Regions from separate parts of the Mus musculus genome. Here region 2 is linked to region 1. Evidence: chromatin contacts called from public HiChIP or PLAC-seq data. All regions are on one chromosome and are shown on one strand. Each heading gives the region's core, a stretch centred on a gene start, on an enhancer-like site or on the middle of the called end of the contact. The rest is flanking DNA. Distances are from core to core; before and after follow the strand shown.

Region 1 (6,223 bases), core at 1,138-3,637:
TGACTGTCTCTCTGTCTCTCTGTGTGTACCTGTGCTTCACACTATCACATGTGCATGGGACTTGCTTTTGCACAGATTTCCTCTGTGCTCAGAGAAGAAAAATGTGGAGTAGAGAACCTGCTTTAGTGTGTCACATAAGTGACCAGAGCCACGGCTACTGAACTAAGTTCCTTTGCTTTAGAGGGAGATCTATCTTCCACTTCCACAGACGAAAGAGAAGGAACATATACACTGTGCTACACTATGCAGAGCAAGTGCTCATTAGTTACTATAAAATACCTCTTCTCAAAAAGTGAAGAATTTCCTAGAGTGAATATAAAATTGTATATTTGTGATCTGACTTCTTAATTCAGTCACTACTCAGAATTGATATTGAAGGATAATCTTAATTCTAAATTAATGTTAGCAGGACAGGAACATAGCTTGGTGGCACACTTTTGTACCATACATGCAGCCCTATTGATTCTCTGATACCACACAAAAAAAAATTAAGATCAGAATTTTAGGATATGAATCTTGACTATAGACTGAGACTGAATCCTAATTCAAAAAAAGCATCTTTGTAAAGATTTATGTCTCCAGTCACTAAACACTGTTCCCAACATTTGCCTTGGAAAGTTCAAGGCAGTTGACAAGATAGGGCTCTATCATATATAATTTTGAATATAGAAACTATCTCAGAAGTAGAAAACAAGTCAGTTTTCCACACAGTTTTGTCTGAGAAACAGACACAGGCTAGAAGATGATTTCATCAGGGAGTTTCCCCTAAACCTTTAGGAAGGTCTCTCAAGCCAGGCCTCAAGCCAGGCGTTGTTTTGTCTTCCGATCCGTTTTGTGATTCGTCCCCATCACTCTGGTATGATAATTTCACAGGAACAAAGTTGCCACAGTACTCCTCCAAACACACATAGAAAACTCAGAGGGAACTGGTTTATCATTAAGTGGACAGAACTGTCTTCCTTGATGAACATGGATCATAATTCTAATACTGTAGAGCATCTGCGAATGATGGAAGGGACCATTGTTGTCTCATAGCAGTTTGATAAGCCAAAGGCCATTGTATTCAGAGAAAAATATTAAGTGGGGAAGATTAGTAAGGCTTTATTCAAATGACAAGAAAAATATTCACAAAAATGTCTTTCACTACAATAGTTTAGAAGTAATATTCAGCATAAATGTTCCTGTTAGTACACTCCTGGTTTACATACTTTTAGTGTTTGACTTTATTCTGGATTATATTCCTTTTGTTTTTCCAAAAGCTCTATTTTCAAAGTTCTTGACAAAGAAATAATACATATGTATCTGTTGTCCCACTGACCCCGGAAAATAAATCCAGTTTTTCTAATGAAGTAGATGGAAATTACAGTATCCCTTCTGAGATGTCTTGCTCAGATCAACTTGCCACAGTTAACGACAAGCCGTTTCTAGTGAGCCACACGAGGTGCTGGGGTGGCAAACTTGCAGTGTGCCCGGGGGGAATCTAACTGGCAGAAACCTTCATAGAGAGCAGCCGGGTAGTTTTGAGCAAGAGCTTTGGGAGAGCATATTCTTTGACCTGGTAAGCCATCTTCTGAGAACTCCAGCCAAAGGGAATCATGGGAATTGCTGACAAAGATTTGTGCGTGAGGATCTTAGTGGTGGTGCTCTTTATAGTATTTGTTAAAAATGGGAAATAAGCTGGGCTATGGTGGCGCACACCTTTGATCCCAGCACTTGGGAGGCAGAGACAAGCGGATTTCTGAGTTTGAGGCCAGCCTGGTCTACAGAGTGAGTTCCAGGACAGCCAAGGCTACACAGAGAAACCCTGTCTCGAAAACCAAAAAAAAAAAAAAAAAAAAAAAAAAAGGGAACCTAAAATGCCAAACAGTAAGAGAATGACCAAGAGAATGGTCATATCAAGTATGCAGTGTCGTCATAGAAACCGTGCTTCTGGAACAGGAAAGGATAGGACATCAAAAGGAAAATTTTAGCATATGGATATGTTTAAATAAATTTTGTTTTAATTTTTATAAAACCACATAATTATATGTATTAGACATGCAGGAGAAAGTTTTATGAACTGGAAGGAAATACTAAAAATATACCCAGCACTGTCCAAGTCTGTAAATACCGGAGATTTTTCTTTTAACACTAGATTTTTGCTTCGGGGACTTGCATTTTTTATTAAAAGACAAACTATTTCTAGATGTTAGAATGTTTTTGTGGCTGTCATTGAGACTCAGATCTACTTCTGGATTCAACCATAGATGTTTCTGATCAGTTTGATGAGGCAGAGTAGAGCTGTGTACATAACACCTCTACCAGAAAAGCAGCAGTGCCTTAGTTGTGGTCTGTGGTGCTGAGAGACCTGTGAGGTCATTTCCCCACATCCCCTTGGCTCCCATAAATGAGGAGTTGCGTCATCTTCTTCTGTTGATGGAAACAAACTGTTGGAATCAAAGGCTAGATGACACCTGTCCTTTGAAAGCACAGTGTGAGAAAAGTTAACATGGGGGAGTAAACCTGGAATCTGAGGGATTCAAAGGGCTTTTTAGTAAGAAGATATTGTTCTTGTTTCTGCTGGTGCTTTTATTTTTAACCCAGCATGAGAATTCTCATGTCCAGTGGAGGGGCTTGGACACAACACAACTCTCTAGAGTCAGAGAGTTCCTTATCTCTAAGACGGCACCATCGTTGTCATGGCCCTTACCAAGCTGTGGCCGTGAAGGTTTTTGCACATTCACTGGGCATGTGCTGGTTAAGCTTAACATTGCAGTCTCACATTGCTTTTTAGGACTTTTCTCATTGGATGGTAAATCTGTTGATGGAGCCAGGAAACAGTTCCTGGAATTATTCAGCATAAGTTTAATCTACCATCTACATTAACTGCCTTCAAATACTTGAAGACGGCTCTCATGAATTTAATAACTGCTTTCCCTGTGGTTTGGGTTTTTTTTTTTTTAATTTCAAGAATAGAACACAGTAGACCATAAAAATGAGTGTTATCATTCTTCCCTTAGATTTTCTATGTAAATGTTGCTTAACATTTAAATGGTGCTGATTATAATTTGAGATATTAACAGATATGCCATTGTGTCCCTTCTGTTATTGTCTGTAAAGGAGGTTAAACACTATATTAACTTCTGAGTAGTGATTTACTGTTGTTTTGTCAGAGAAAAATAAAAAAGAAGTAAAATAATGTAATTTGATATTGCCTTTGAGACTCTTATGTTTGTGGAGCTCTTTATTTCCCGACTCAATTCTTTTTTTCTTAAAGAGCATAGATGTATGTAAACACAGCATCACACAAATGCGGAGTTGTTCTTTCTTCCTGGCTTATGCTGTTGTGTAATATTGCTCTATAACCATTAAGCAGCTGCTCTGCCTCAAAGATGGGCACATTTCCTTTGGTCCATGAAGGGAATTTACTCGGGAATCTCTCCAAATTACTTGAAGATATCTGGCCTTTGCATGAGCTGTTGAGATTTACAATAGACCACGTTCCGTGTGAGACTGTGTTTCTCTAAGTCTCCGTAGCCTGGAGGCTACCATAGGTTTTATGGCCTCAGCAGTACCCTGGCGTTTTGCTGATTCTCTGACTCTATATTATTGCAGGGTTCTAGGCCCACTGAGAGAAAGATCCTTCCCAGTTACTTGCCCAAGTATTTGTCTTCTGACTGCTGGGGCAGGCACTTAGTTACCCAAGCGCTGGGCTGTTTCTTCCTCTCGGTGTCTGACTTAGATGACTCTTGTTCATCGAAAAGGTTGTGCTGTGTATAAAGACACATGAAATGCCACCACCGTTGCCTGCTTCCCACCCACCACCAGCCTTTGGGCTTAGGGACAGTAGGCATTATTACGGCTGCTTGCCAGTGTTCCCTTCATCAGATCTCTTGATGTGCTATGCAGCAACAGAGCTCAGTGGATGCTAAGGGGTTGCATTTTATCATCTGGGTTCTGATATATTTCCATTATTTTTCATAGTTTGGTAGAGGAAAAAAAAGCTTTCATTTTTACTTGTAGATTTCAAGTTCTCACCACCGAGGAATCCCCATCATCTCCTGTTTGACTGCCTAGCTTGCTGCAAAAAATCTGCCTGGAGGTGGTTCATTCCTCCCTTGTGATTAGGCTCAGGCTGTCCCCATACCACCTGTCTTAATCTGTGTGACTTAGGAACATGTAGAGCCATAACTACTCATAGTTACAATGAAAAGTTCAACTTAGGGTCAGACCTACTACATTCTGAGATGTGTATCACATGATATAACTCATGTAAATATGCTGAAATGTTCAACACTTATTCTCTTATTCATTTATTAGTTTGTGTGTGTGTGTGTGTGTGCGCGTGCGCGTGTGCGCACACACGTGCTGGATGAGATTCAGGTTGTCAGGCTTGGTGACAGGTGACTTTATCTACTTAGCCATTTAAGTGGCCCTCTTTCACACATCTATTTTTGCAAGCATTTTTATGTTCTTGTTTGAATCCTTTGGTTATTGATTGAACTATATGCCGAAGGTTACACATTAAGAAATACAACAGAGCCAGAACTATAATCTGACCTTAAGTGTTAGTTTCCTTTTTCCCAAAAGTCCAGCCTTTTTACACTCACATGTCATCTGCAAATGGATTGGGCCAGATTCATAGCTATGTTGGGACCCATGTGCTGCAGAATAGACAGACATGCCTACAACAAACCCCTCAACAAACAAGTTCATGGGAGGGATGGAGCCAGCAGAGGTACCCATCGATTTTGTGCCAACTATAGCTATCTTGTTATAAGATCACTAAGCTGTTAATTTAAGACCTTGGTTTTAAAAGCTGAATTTTAAAATACTGTCCTGGGTTCGTTTAGTAGTTACTCTATATATAGGGCAATGAGTCAGTTGCCCAGGGAGATATGCTGAAAAACAAAACCTTGTCACTCCCCTAAATAAAGGAACTGATAATCCAACAAAGAATTTAATACTTGAAAACAAATATCTTGGAAAATCTGAATGTGTAATGTGTAAAATCAGGACTAAGTAGGTGTGATGTGAGCAGAGAGGATCTGCATTATGTTTGCCAGCCAGGGTCAGAGGAAGCAGAGGATGGGGGTAGGGCAGAGAATGTCAGGGTGTGTTATCATTCAGCAGGACATGTAGAGTTGAAAGCAGCACGTAACAGGATGAGCTAGAGAGTAGGACAGTGATTGGCTGCAGAGATGTTAAATAACCGGTGCCCTTCTGCTTGACATATTAAATGCGTTCAAAGTCATCTTTAATAAGCTGGTCAACCAAACTACACAATCTGCAGTGGCCTGGAGCATTAAAACCTCTTGTTCCCATCCAGGAGAATGGTATCAATGCTACCCCCTTCTTTTTTCCTTTTTTTTTTTTTTTTTTTTTGCATTTATGACGTCTAACACCTTTTAGAGTTCTGGTTGGTTTCTCAGTCATCTCTGAAACAACTGAAACAAATTGAACATAGTGAGGAATTCATTGCTCAGTTTCTTAAAATAGAAGTATATCAGTTAGGGACATTTTGTTTTATATATATATAAATTTTTCCAGAGTAGCTACTAAATTTGAGACTCAGACTTTCTCATCAAATGAGACATTGTACCTCCTTTTTGCTCTTTTGGCTTTTCTAAAAGGCTAAACAGGTTGCGTGTGAAGCCACGCTCCCACATGCTTGGCTCTTCACATCCCTGATGCCTGTGCAGCAATCAATTCTTAGGCACTCTGGGTGGCTGAGTTTTCTAAGCAAAACGTTATAACTCATAAGAGGCTGTTTAGCGTTTAGTATGCACGGCTCAGTGCTCAGGGTGTGGCTCTGCTGGAAGCTGCCACTGTTTCGCTCACATCTGACCACTGTTTATCATTGTTTTGGGACAGGATCTCACTTTGTCACAACTTGAAGAATCTTCTGCCTCTTCCTCCTGTGCACTGGGGTAGTGGTTTATTACCCTGTGCTACCCCGGTTACTGCTGTTTCTTTCTTTGTATTGATAGTAACACTAGGAGGTGGGTGATTTTCTTCTTCCTTCCTTCCTTCCTTCCTTCCTTCCTTTCTTTCTTTCTTTCTTTCTTTCTTTCTTTCTTTCTTTCTTTCTTTCTTTCTTTCTTTCTCTCTCTCTCTCTTTCTTCCTCTCTCCTTCTTTTTTTTATTCTCTCATTTATAGACAAGAAACCTGAAACAAAGTAAGGTCTACTCACATGGCCACCATCTCTTAGCTGGCAAACTCAGGCCAGGGTTTGCCTCCCAG
Region 2 (6,165 bases), core at 2,916-5,415, 120 kb before region 1:
TTGAAATAGAGGGTATTTGGTAATTCATATAAGTTGCAGACTCTACTAGTGTTTGTAGGAATGCGGGTATGAAGGCTGTACCCATCTATTAGTGAATTCTAAAGTGTGAAAAATGTTCTTGCTTAGGACAACTTGTATTTTATTCTTCTGACATCTGCAGTTTCTGGATGGATTAGCCTAAATTTGCTATGCTATGTTAAAAGCCTTGTTTTATGAGGTTGGTCTCAGCTTCTGGCCTTGGTGTCAGGAACTCTGCTACGGGATGCAACTTGCCTTGTTAGGTTTAATTGACCAAAGCTGATGTGTTAAAACAATTCATTTGGGCTGTAACTTATGCCCTGGCTAACTTGCTACCTGAATCCCTTGACCTTGACTTGTCTGGGTCATGAAATGGCTGCAAGCTGTTTGACCTTTCTATTGTGCAGTAATGTCACTGTTTCCTCTTATTCTTTTATGGTAATAGCTGACAAACAGGCCCCAGCCCATACTTTACACACCAGTGGATTCAAGGCGTCCCTCTGCAGTAGCTACATCTTCTGTTTGACATGGTCTGGCTGCAGAAGTGACTTTCCTTTGTTTGCAGACAGTGATGGGGACAAATTTGCTGCTTTGCCGGCTATGGTGGAGGTGGGGGATTGTGTTCTGGAATCTGGAGGGATTTGAATCAATTCTTTGTGGGTTTCCAACTTGTGTGTTTTGTGTTGACTTGTCACAGTGCCCTTCCCCCATTCCTCTGAGCCTTACTTCTTAGTCCCTTCCATTTATGGCTTCCTTAATAATTATTTTTCAACACTTTTAGCTGTTACAGTAAGAGCATTTTATTGTCATTATATAGGTTAAAGCGACATATTTAGTTATGCGCATGGCTATCAGGTCACTAACCTTAGAACAACTAACCTAGACTTGGCACTATCATTATTGTTTGGCACTGGAAAGATTAGAAGTGAGCACTTTAAAGTGGGTGGACTATCTTCCACAACATGTTAGAGTTTTAAGGGAAACCTTTTCTTACTGAGGTAAATGGTTAAGTTTCATGACATAGTAGTGACCCGTAGAAGTGAATGTGAAGATTTTATTTCTGAGGGGGCTTTTGGCAGTATATAAGTTTAATGTTTACCTTAATGAGCATAAAATTGTTTTTCTCATAAAAACCCCATGTTCAAAATGGCAAATTTTACCTTGGTTCCCATTCAAGGCAGTGAAATAATTTTATTTTAAAAATATTGGAAATGTCTTCTAAAACGTTAAAAAACACAGATATTTTTATCCTACTAATCTTTTCGTTGCCAAATATGACGTTATAGTTCGTGATTTTTTCCTATATTTTCCAGATTAAGTGTTTAAAATGCAAACCGTTACATTTTATTTTTAAATTATTACAGGAAAGAAGGAAGTTTAAGTTAAGATGTGCAGTTTTCTCCTGTGCTGCACACTGTTTGCACCAACAGATACGATCCAGTGTGGTAGTGAGGCCCTGGGAAAACACTAGCATTGAGGGTTCTTGTTAAAAAAAAAATTGTTTTCTACAAATAGTGGTGAGAAACTTTCTTTAAAAAGAAAATCTTTTAGTGGTTGTATTAAACTGTCTTCTTGTAGGGATGTTCAGACATCAAGGAATTTGAATGGTTTTAAACTTTAACCCTGTTGATAATGCATCTTAGTATTCAGAGGGCAAGGACCTGATCACAATCCCAGACTCCCTCTTATAGAAGCCTGTCAGAGGGGGACTGAGCCCACAGGCCTTTCTGTTCATTCACGGGTATCCCACAGGTAATGCACACCTGGAGTGGATATTGAGTTCGTGGGTCACATGCCAGCGGAGTTGAGGTGTGAAGGATTTTAAAAAAACATCCTTGATGTTTTTTCAGACATATTCCTCAGATCTTTAGAGATTGCTAAAGTGACCTCAGCTGTTGAGTTGAAGAGGTTCAGTTTCTGATCCATGGATAATTAGTGGGTGCTGGGGTATGCACATGTGTGTTTGGGTTTCAAGAAGAGAAACCAGGGGAAAAGAAAGAAATTCCTGCTTGGCAGGAATTGAGTGGATGGATGACTTATGGATCGAGGAGGGAGTTATCTTCCAATTACTCAAAATTGTAGGTTAGTGATTAATCTATAGATGAAAATCTGTCATTCTTTGAATTTTGGATTTCTTTTGCAGTTCAGAAGATCTACTTTCCTTGTGCTTTCTTAGGATTTATAAAGAAGTGTCTTCATTAGGACTCCTATAGTGAAGTAGCAGACAGACTGGCTGACAGACCACAAACTACTTCATTCTCACAGTTCTGGAGATGGTTAGTCCAGGGTCAGTGTCCAGGGAAAGCTACTTTCTGGGTCGCTGATCCTCTCCTCCAGTGTCTTGTCAGAAAACCCACTGGGATATCTCTTCAACCCACTAATTTCATTGGTGAGGGGTCCATCCTCCTGAATTAATTTGGTACCAAATGTGTTTCTTAATACCATCATCTTCAGGGTTAGGGTTTAAACAGGAGTTTTGGGGACACATAAACTGTACTGGTTTGTTTTCTGTTGCTGTGATGAGATCCCATGACCAAGCCACCTGGGGAAGAAAGGGTTTATCTCACCTTCTGTTTCCAGGTAACATTTCACCGCTGAAGGTAGTCAATCAAGGCAGGAACTAAAGCAGGAACAAATGGAGGGATGCTACTAACTGGCTTGCTTCTTTTCTGACTTCTGCTCAGTTAGCTTTCTTATCTAGCCCAGTCCCACCTGCATAGGGATGGTGCTGCACAGAGTGGACTGGGCTCTCTAATATCAGTTAACAGTCAAGAAAATGCTTCACAGACATGTGCAGACCAATGTGATAGAGATTGTCTCCAATTGAGGCTTCCTCTTCTCAGGTGACTCTGTCAAGGTGACACCAACTACTAAGCAGTATATAAGCATTTAGTCTCTTAAACATAGGACATGCCTATGATTAACACAGTTCTGCTCTTGCCTTTATGAGCTTTGTTACTTTGGTCAAGTCTTTTGATTTTTCTCTTTGATAAACTAGGATTTCTAATGACTATTTTAGGATTTGTGTAATCATGTAAGTAGAGCACTCATTTAATAGCCATTATTATTTTTTTAAATATTTTTTATTACATATTTTCCTCAATTATATTTCCAATGCTATCCCAAAAGTCCCCCATACCCTCCCCCCCACTTCCCTACCCACCCATTCCCATTTTTTTGGCCCTGGCGTTCCCCTGTACTGGGGCATATACAGTTTGCGTGTCCAATGGGCCTCTCTTTCCAGTGATGGCCGACTATTATATAAAGGAATATAGTGTATAGACTACCTGAGCATGGAGGGAAGGAATATGTGAATATTTAAACAAGTACTCATCACTGTGTTAGTAGCTATCTCCAGCAAAAATAAAACATCCTAAAGAGAGAGGATGGGGGAAGCAATGTTCCAGCAATACGCCCGTGTATGGGTCCTTGCTAGTAAGAACTTTGAAGGTAGGCATATACAGTTAGCTGATCCTATAAGGTTTTGAAATACACTTAAATTACTGTATCATTTCAGGAGTCCTCAGATTTTCTTGAGTTTCCTTAATGCATCTAGGAATATTTTAGGGAAAGGAGTAAAATCATTTTCTTTGTGGCTTCCTGAATCAAAAGCTTGACCCGTGTTTGATAAAGAGTGTCCTAGTCAAACCTTGAAGTGAACTTGTTACCCTGCTGTGGAACGTGGATCTCTCCTGTGTATCAAGATGAAGTCACCCACACTTGGAAGAGCTTCGTTTACATTGTAGATTGGGTTGGACAGAAGTGTGGATATGACAAGGCTGAACGGCTAGTTAAAATGAGCGAGCTGCTGGTCTTGAGACTCTCAGTCAGAAAGGTCCCGTGACCCTTAGTTGGGTCAGAGCCTCAGACAGTTTAATTGCTTACGTGGATTGTTTTGATTCTATTGCCGGCTGACTCTTCAAGTCAGCCTTCCTACTCCTCCTTTTTGTGGCTTTCCGAAAATTAATTAAATGACCTCTAGAGGGAAGAACTTAGTATTTATTGCTTAGAGCAATTTCACTTTTACTAAGAGCAACTGGAAGTCAAAGGAGAAATGGTTAAAACATTGGCTTCTCCCCACCATGAGGGATCAGCGTTTGACTTAGGTGACTCTGGTTCGTTGGCTCCCCATGGGCGTGGAGCTAAATTGGTATGCCAGATTCCTGGGCAACGGGATGATCCTGCTCTCTGTGGCCAGTGGACTGTTCCTCTCACTCACTTTGCAGAGCAGTTTGGAAACTGTGGAGATTAAGAGGGAAGTATCTTAAATTATATGTTAGGCTGATGGTATGTGCAGAAGAAACATATTCCTACATGAAGGGCTTGACCATGGTGTTTATCATAGACCTAATGGCTCTAGTCAGGGCTCAGAAGGAGAAGTTGTTCCACACTTGTCTAGTAGTTAAAGGGTAACTAGGGTGTGCACATCAGAACATTGATCGGCTTGCTTGGATTCTGGTCCAGAAGTGCTAATGATCTGTGCTGTGCCTTTTCTTTTTGAGAAGAGACTGGCATTCAGTTGCTGTTCACAGGATACAGAGAGATCTATAAAAGTGAGTTCCTAGAACACAGTGTATCCTCAAGTTTTCAACACTCAAATCGGATTGCTGCTGATAACATTTGTAACATTTGTTACTGTGTCTTCCCAATGCTCTTGAAGAGCTTTGTGTACACTTCTAATAGAAGTTAATGAGATGCTACAATGAGAACATCCACATGGATCCTAAACACTGGCTGTGTTCTGTAGCTTCTCAGAGTTGCTGCAGTGTCTCTTTTATTCCTACCACGTCAAGCATCATGTTGCAGGGTATGACCTGTAGTTATCATGTGCAATTTTGGTTCCATTTATAGTCTCCAAATAAGGGAAAAGCAGCTTATAGTAATATGAGGATCACTGGTCTTACAATAATTAAATAGACTTGTTATACGGCATTAATCCCGTTTGGAACAGTTGGAATGACTTCTCAGTACTAACAAACACAGCATTAGGGCTCACAGTTAATCTGCTTTTTGTATCCAACATTCGTATAATATAAAACATGTGTATGGAGAAACATATTTTAGATTTAAGATGAGTTCATGGGAGGACAAAATGAAATTGTATTAGATTCTAGCAATATGAACACAGTTCCAAATACTGATAAAATCTGGAATTCATTTAGAATGAGAGTAGGTAGAAAAATATTTTTAGCAACTTGCAAGTTTTCTTTGCTGAATACCGTGTTTGTATTCTTAGAATTGGATTTTTTTTTGCTGAGATCCATGTGTGGTAGATGTATGAGACATACATGTAATGTGAACAGAAACCTTTATGCAGCTATTGATGCCTTGTAAGTTGTGGTTATGGTATCTGTCATTGGTACAACCTCTGGTCTGTCCTTGAGAGCTGAAGCAGACTCAGTTTTAAAGTCTGGTCCGATCTGCTTCTGTAGGTCATGGGAATGGTGCTAGTGAAAGATTTATCTTTCATTCACTGTTCAAAGAACATCATTACGGTTTTGTTGAAAGGGCTCCTGGGTTAGGATTATGTTTATGTCTCCTGTGGTACAAGCCCCATGAGGCAGGGTTTTCTCATCAGTGTAGACTTCCTTACTGTCCTTGAATGTTCCACACTTGGGATGTGAGTTCATCTTTGGTGCTCTAGTTCCAGGAAACGAATCTCAGGAAGGATGAAGTATTGGTCCATCATAGGACAGATTGCATCGCCTGTGCAGAGGAGTGTGGAAAATCCTGTGATTACTGAGTGGGGTACAGCCATTTTATGTCACGTGCCTGGGACCAGCTACCACATTGTCAGGGAAAAACACGATGTAGCAACAGTATTAGATCATGCAAATGAGACTACTGAATAGTAATAGTTATGGGCAATATTTTGGAAAACACTGATTAGTGACAGTTTTATTACAGCAAATGTATGTATCAAGTCCCCAGATTTCATTGTAACGCACTGAAAACAGATGTCAAAGTGTCCCAAACAGAATTTCATGGTTAATCTACATATTGCATGGAAAGTGCAAACAAACCATTTAGAATTCTGTTATTTAATCCTTTTAGAAGGAACGAAAATAGACAATTTAGGTTTTCTTCCTTCTTTCTTTTAATTTCAGTTTTTGTTTTCTAGGGACTGAGGATAAATTATTTTTCTGT

The links. HiChIP or PLAC-seq counts read pairs in DNA pulled down with a chosen protein or histone mark.
Region 2: a contact with region 1 is called in an H3K27ac HiChIP or PLAC-seq map of hepatocytes, with 2.7 times the contacts expected there. The contact joins two enhancer-like sites. A contact is called at or near these places in 5 of 484 Hi-C or Micro-C datasets (cortical neurons, embryonic fibroblasts, embryonic stem cells and 1 more), 5 of 115 datasets of contacts at active chromatin or transcription factors (cardiomyocytes, embryonic stem cells, fibro-adipogenic progenitors and 1 more) and 2 of 9 other capture datasets (adipose tissue and embryonic stem cells).

What each region holds. Positions count from the first base shown.
Region 1 is chr4:82,361,360-82,367,582 of GRCm38.p6, reverse strand. The region is part of intron 3 of Nfib (nuclear factor I/B); the gene reads left to right. Among named protein-coding and RNA genes, the nearest start is that of Nfib, 140 kb to the left of the region's middle. Within about 2 kb of position 2,387, at least 30 of the 459 cell types and tissues checked have an H3K27ac peak or open chromatin away from gene starts, as enhancers often do. A contact at or near this core is called in hepatocytes, where this site is marked.
Region 2 is chr4:82,484,386-82,490,550 of GRCm38.p6, reverse strand. All of the region lies in intron 2 of Nfib (nuclear factor I/B), which reads left to right. It also overlaps 2310067E19Rik. Among named protein-coding and RNA genes, the nearest start is that of Nfib, 18 kb to the left of the region's middle. Within about 2 kb of position 4,165, at least 6 of the 459 cell types and tissues checked have an H3K27ac peak or open chromatin away from gene starts, as enhancers often do. A contact at or near this core is called in hepatocytes, where this site is marked.